Linked DNA regions of Macaca mulatta: region 1 is linked to region 2. The links are chromatin contacts, called in public Hi-C maps. All regions are on one chromosome and are shown on one strand. The core of a region is the stretch at or near the end of the contact, and the rest is flanking DNA. Distances in the headings are between cores, read along the strand shown. Region 1 holds the start of PCIF1 (phosphorylated CTD interacting factor 1). Region 2 holds the start of CTSA (cathepsin A).

Region 1 (3,089 bases), core at 156-2,655, 47 kb after region 2:
TTTCCCATCAGGCCTCTTACCTGAACGGGAAGCTCTGCGAGGGCAGGAACTGCCTTTCCTATATAGAGCTTGCTTATTTCTGGAGGGCTCAAATCTACTTAAAGCAATGCTCACACCACTGTGAGACGATCACGTCTAACACTGATTCATCACTTAGGAAGAGCCAGGTATTGTGCTGAGGACTTCACATGCATCACCTGAGTTAATTCTCACCAAATCTTTACGAGGTAGGCGGATTTATTATTTTCCACTGAGGAAACTAAAATTTAAATTGGTTAACTCCTTCAAGGCCACACATTTTGGGTGGAAGAGCAGGGATTGAAATCAGATGAGGATCTGAACCCTTGTTCTCTACTACTCATACCAGTGTCTCCGTTTTTGTTGAGCCTCCCCCTGCCTGCCCCCACGCTGGCGTGCAGCCGGGACCATGGACATCCCAGAGGCTGCCCAGCCGGGGCACCTACAGCCAGCCCCTGGCTTCATACAAGCGCCGGTATGACAGCAGGTGGCAAGCTTGTCCTCTCCTCAAGCTAGCACTGGAAGGGCTGCTTACTGGGGAGGCCGGAGATGGGTGGAGCTACTATTCTGACGCCTGCAGGCCCCTACCAAAAAGAATCCTGCAGGGAGCTGGACGAGGAGCACCTCACACTGCCAGTTCCCTGCCAGGCTACCCTCTGTAGCCGGTTTGAGGGCTCGGTGAGGTTTTGAACTGCAACTAATGGCCACAGATGTCAATGCTGGAAAGGCCCTACGATGCATTTAGTTGATTTCCCAACTTTGCCCAAAGCCATCTCTATTACTTGCCCCCCAAGGCTGGTTTAAGTTGCTTCTACTCAAGAGCATTTGCAGCCTGAGTTCCATGTGTATGTAGCCCAGGCATGGGGCAGGGCTGCACAACATTCCGTCAGCAGGCAGCACAGAGGCCCAGAGAGGGAAGGAGACTGGCCGGAAGCGGCAGAGCCGCGCGGGTGCCGGGACCCAGGTCCCCGCTACGTCCAGAGCCTGCGTCACCAGGACTCCTCCCCTAGGCCGGCAGCCCAGCCCGAGACCCCAGCTGGTTCTAAGACAGCCCCCACGCCCCCTAGTGCGCAAGCTCAGTAAGACCCCGCCGCGCACCGCCCACCGCCCACATCCGGCCCCTGCGTGTGAGCTCGCGGGGTAAACTGAGGCGAGGGCGTGCCAGTGAATTCATTCCTTCCTCAGTCCACCCGCAGGCCTACAAAGCTCTCTCCCCCTCCTCAGCGCCACAAGGCACAGCAGGGACGGATGGGAAGAAGGGGAGGGGGCCGAAAGCAAGCTGGGTGCGAGGAGCCAGCCGATCCTGCCACACTCAAGATGGCGGCACGGCCGTGGCGAGGTCCCTCAGAGGCGGTACCAGCGCATGCGCAGTGCGGAGTCCCGGCCCGGGACACAAGATGGCGGCAGCGGCGCTGGGGAGGGCGAGGCGGAGGCGGCAAAACGGGCGGTCGAGCAGAACGTGTAGCCGCGTCCCCTCGAGTCCGCTCCGGGCAGGTAAGAGTCCCAGGAAGCCATGGTCCCGAAGCGAGCCGCGCCAGGGTCTGGGGATCCGAAGCTGGGCGGCGGCGGCCCCTCCGGCGCTTTCTGCTCGGGGCTGCCTCTTGCCCCATCTCTGTTGCCGCCGCCATCTTAGACCCGCGGGTGGGCAGCCGCGCCGGTGGCCGAAGTGAGGGAGGTGGGCCCAAAGAGCCCGAGCGGAGCGGCCTCTAGGGCCCCTCCGCTGCTGCCGCCGCCACCGCCTTTGTGTCGGGCTCCGACTCTGAGTCGCCTCAGCCCGGGGGCGGGAGCGCGCGGCGGGGCGGGGGGCGGAGCCCGGGAGATGGGCCGGCGCGCGCGCGCGCCAAACAGCCCACCCTCGCTGAGGTGGGGGAGGGGAAGGTGCGCGCGCGCGCGCGCTGGGGTTTGCCGCTTTTCGCCCTCGCGGCTGCGCACTTTGTTCGCCCTTTGACTCCTCCCTACTGGGCCGGAGAATTCTGATTGGTATATTGCGGAGATGGTTCCGCCCCACCTGCCTCCAATCCCGGATTCGGACTCTGGCTTCTGGTGGGTTCCTCTGGTTGCGCAGATACAGTTGTTTATCCTTGAGTAGCGGTAATTGTCAAACTGCGGTATGCGTGGGGGTCGGGAAGCCACAGGATAAATAAAAATGTTATCTTAAGAGCAGTTATGTCTTACTGGGAGCGTACAATGCTGGACTCTACACATAACGGTCGAGTGATTCCGGTTTATAAGCCGGGAAGCAGAAGGGCCTCGAATCCGGGTCTGTCCAACCCCAGGGCTGGTACTTCGGCCACAGACCTGCTGCACTCAAGTCACATAGGGAATTAAAAATGGTTTTAATCGCAAAAAATGGCTAAATTTTTTCAAATAGTGTGAAAAAATGAGTCATCCTGTCTCTTAGGGTGCGTTTTAAAAATACAAATTCTTGTGTGCCTCCCCTCCGTATTTCTGGCTCCTGAGATGCTCAGTGAGGCACAGGCGTCTGAATTTTTTTTTTTTTTCCACAAACTCCGAGATGATTCTGATGCACAGCTGGCTTTGGAAATACTGCAGTGTCCCCATTTAGCCTCACACTAAGCTGTGCCGCTTGTGCGTATTCTGCGAAGTTCATCTACCCGGTGCATCAATATCACAGGATGTTTGTTTCTTGGGAAAAACGTTTTTCAATAAAGGCGAACAAGATGTGTCATATACGGCGTTTGCATGTTTTTATTTTTGCAAGACGTTCAGAGCGTGTCCTTTCATTTGCTGTGGGAGGCTTGGGATTGTGTCCCCCAGATCAGTGATATGTATGTATGTTGATTTTTCTCTGGTCTAAGGGTACTTTATTTTTTAAGAGACGAGGTCTTGGCCGGACGCGGTGGCTCACGCCTGTAATCCCAGCACTTTGGGAGGCCAAGGTGGGCAGATCACCTAAGGTCGGGAGTTTGCTGACCCACACGGAGAAACCCCGTCTCTACTAAAAATACAAAATTAGCCAGGTTTGGTGGCGCATGCCTGTAATCCCAGCTACTCGGGAGGCTGAGGCAGGAGAATCGCTTGAACCTGGAAGGTGGAGGTTGTGGTGAGCC
Region 2 (2,953 bases), core at 165-2,664:
TAAGAAAAGGGCAAACAATTCTCAAAGAGGCCCCTAATATCTAAAATCAGTTTAGAATCCCTGCCCTAGGTGAATACAGGAAACATTCTCAAAACTAAAAGCGAACTTGTAGGGCATCTTAATCCATCAGCCAAGATGGGTACCAAGGCCCAAAACCAGGTAGAGGCTTGTGCAAGATCACAAGCAGAGGTGTAATTTGAAGCTAGATTCTCCCACTCTTAAACTAGTGCTGGACAGACGGAGGCCTAGCACACTGGTTACGAGCCCTAGCAGATTCCTGTCCCCACATTGCGCCAGGAGGGGTCGCTGCCCAGGGATACCTACAGCCATACTCGAGCTGGACAAGGCGCACGCTCTTGGTGGAAGCAAACACGTCCACCACCGCGTAGAGGGGCTGCGCAGCTGGCAGCCCCCGGGCGCTGGGGCCCATGTCCTCGCCGTTGATGATGATGTGCATGTCGGCCGTGCCATCGGGGCGCGGGCAGAAGAGGACGCCCAGGCGGCTACGGCGCGCCGTCGGAGGCAGCACGTTCAGCTCATAGAGCTGGTCCAAGAGATGGCTGTAGAGCCCTGGCCGACTGCGGCCCACCAGGCGGTCCCGGGGAATGCGAAACTGCTCAATGCGCAGATATGGTTCCACCAGGAGGGTTGGAGGTCGGCTGGGGGCCGCTGCCTCGGCCTCCGGGCGGCCCTCCCGGGGCACGCGGTTGTGGTGGCGCGTGATGGCGAAGACCCAGGTGTGGCCCAGGTTGACTAGGTCGGGCAGAGAAAACTCGGGAACGGGGGCCAGACTGGCGGGGTCCAGCGCCGTCAGACCGAGACGCAGATGTCCGCACCAGCCCAGCTCTTTCTCTTCGATCTCGACCAGGAAGACTTGGCCCGGGGCCAGGGGCTCACGGCTGAAGCACACGCCGTGGGCGAAGCTCTCCACGCGTGTGGCCCGCGTCCCAGAGGGGTCCACGCGGATGTTGTCACCGTGCACCCAATGGAAGCGGGTGGGAGGGGGCTCCGGGCGCGCAGGTCCCCAGAGTGCACCCGAATCCACGGGCTCGGAGGCAGCAGCCATCTCTCCGCCATAAGGCAGGCTGGCGGGCGCCGGGGGCTATTTTGGGCGGCGGGCTCAGATGGTGACCGCAAGGGGACCTTGTAAGGCATTTCCCCCCTGCCTCCCTTCCCCGAGCCTCTGCCCGGGGGTCCTAGCGCCGCTTGCTCAGCCATCCCTCCTAGAACTTGGCCATCCACACCCGGATCATCTGATCGCGTGCTCCCGGGCTACGATCCGCGAGGCCCGCGGACCTTGACCTGGCATTGACCGCCACCGCCCCCCAGGCCGGTAGGGACCAAAGAAGGGGCGGGAGGAAGACTGTCACGTGGCGCCGGAGTTCACGTGACTCGGAGTACACATGACTTCCAGTCCCCGGGCGCCTCCTGGAGAGCAAGGACACGGGGGAGCAGAGGTGAGCTGGCACCGGAGGCTGGAGGGGATCCCCGAGCCCGGGATCGGTGCGCGGTAGAGGAAGCTTGAGGGTGGGAGCTGGCGCTGGGGCCGGGGCTTCCCTCGCGGAGGCGCCGCCAGCTCCTCCCCGGGTGCTGCTTCACGGAAGCGCTGAGGAGCGAGGCAACAGCCCCTCTTCTGCCTCCCGTAGATGATCCGAGCCGCGCCGCCGCTGCTGTTCCTGCTGCTGCTGCTAGTGTCCTGGGCGCCCCGAGGCGAGGCAGCCCCGGACCAGGACGAGATCCAGCGCCTCCCCGGGCTGGCCAAGCAGCCGTCCTTCCGCCAGTACTCCGGCTACCTCAAAGGCTCCGGCTCCAAGCACCTCCACTACTGGTCTGCCGCCCTGCCTCCCGGGCGGGACTGGGAGGAGAGATGACGGATGAGGGGTGGGGGGTAGTTCTGCAGACCCCTGAGGACGCCTGGGAGCCGGGAGGGCCGGAAAGGACCCCTGCAACTGCACCAACACTGCCCTGACACCCCTTCCCAGGTTTGTGGAGTCCCAGAAGGATCCCGAGAACAGCCCTGTGGTGCTTTGGCTCAATGGGGGTCCCGGCTGCAGCTCCCTAGATGGGCTCCTCACAGAGCATGGCCCCTTCCTGGTGAGTGGACAGCAGGGGTAAAGCACAGTTCCTAAAGCAAAAGGCTGGGGAAAGGGAGAAACGGACTTTGTGATTTACCAGAAAGTTTCCTTCCTTCTAAGTCTTGGGATTTTCCTCTATGCCATTGGCTTTGCTGCTTGTACCTCTCAGGGGTTTTGCCCACATGTAAAGTGCCTCTCACGGTGGCCCTTTCCTTCCACCCAGCTGGCCCTTGGGACTTACTCAGCCATCTCTTTCCTCCTCAGGTCCAGCCAGATGGTGTCACCCTGGAGTACAACCCCTATTCTTGGAATCTGGTATAGCTGGAGCTGTGGGTCCTGTGGGGGTGTCTGGGCACTTGGATGGAGTGGCAGTTGACTAATTTTTCCCTCCCTTCTAGATTGCTAATGTGTTATACCTGGAGTCCCCAGCTGGGGTGGGCTTCTCCTACTCTGATGACAAGTTTTATGCAACTAATGACACTGAGGTGAGTCTGGTGCCTGCCCATCTGCCCCAGGCTCCCCAGTCCTCCATCCATGGCATGATGCTGGGAGAGAGAGCATGGCCTTGGAGTCCACTTTTCGCTCTGTCATATGCTTGTGGTATGGTGGCCAGTCACTTCCTCTTACACAGACAGGGTGGGTTGATGTCATTATCTCTGAAGTTCTTTCCAGTTCAAATACCAAAGCTTCCTGATTCCCTCTGTCTTGCTCCCCCATCCCCAGGTCGCCCAGAGCAATTTTGAGGCCCTTCAAGATTTCTTCCACCTCTTTCCGGAGTATAAGAACAACAAACTTTTCCTGACCGGGGAGAGCTATGCTGGCATCTACATCCCCACCCTGGCCGTGCTGGTCATGCAGGACCCCAGCATGAACCTTCA

Evidence for each region. A called contact is a pair of places that touch in the nucleus more often than the background predicts.
Region 1: a Hi-C map of liver shows a contact between it and region 2, with 4 times the contacts expected there. The contact joins the promoter of PCIF1 here to the promoter of CTSA in region 2. A contact is called at or near these places in 4 of 14 Hi-C or Micro-C datasets (CD4 T cells, blood, cortical neurons and 1 more).

Annotation. Positions count from the first base shown.
Region 1 is chr10:98,730,630-98,733,718 of T2T-MMU8v2.0, forward strand. PCIF1 (phosphorylated CTD interacting factor 1) reads left to right here and starts at 1,406. Exons shown (of 17, transcript XM_015148917.3): 1 at 1,406-1,512. It also overlaps a transcript of CD40 not described here.
Region 2 is chr10:98,684,073-98,687,025 of T2T-MMU8v2.0, forward strand. CTSA (cathepsin A) reads left to right here and starts at 1,415. Exons shown (of 15, transcript NM_001434456.1): 1 at 1,415-1,457; 2 at 1,647-1,828; 3 at 1,983-2,094; 4 at 2,340-2,390; 5 at 2,474-2,560; 6 at 2,799-2,953. The coding sequence starts at 1,647. NEURL2 (neuralized E3 ubiquitin protein ligase 2) reads right to left here and starts at 1,362. Exons shown (of 2, transcript NM_001194339.3): 1 at 325-1,362. The coding sequence starts at 1,066.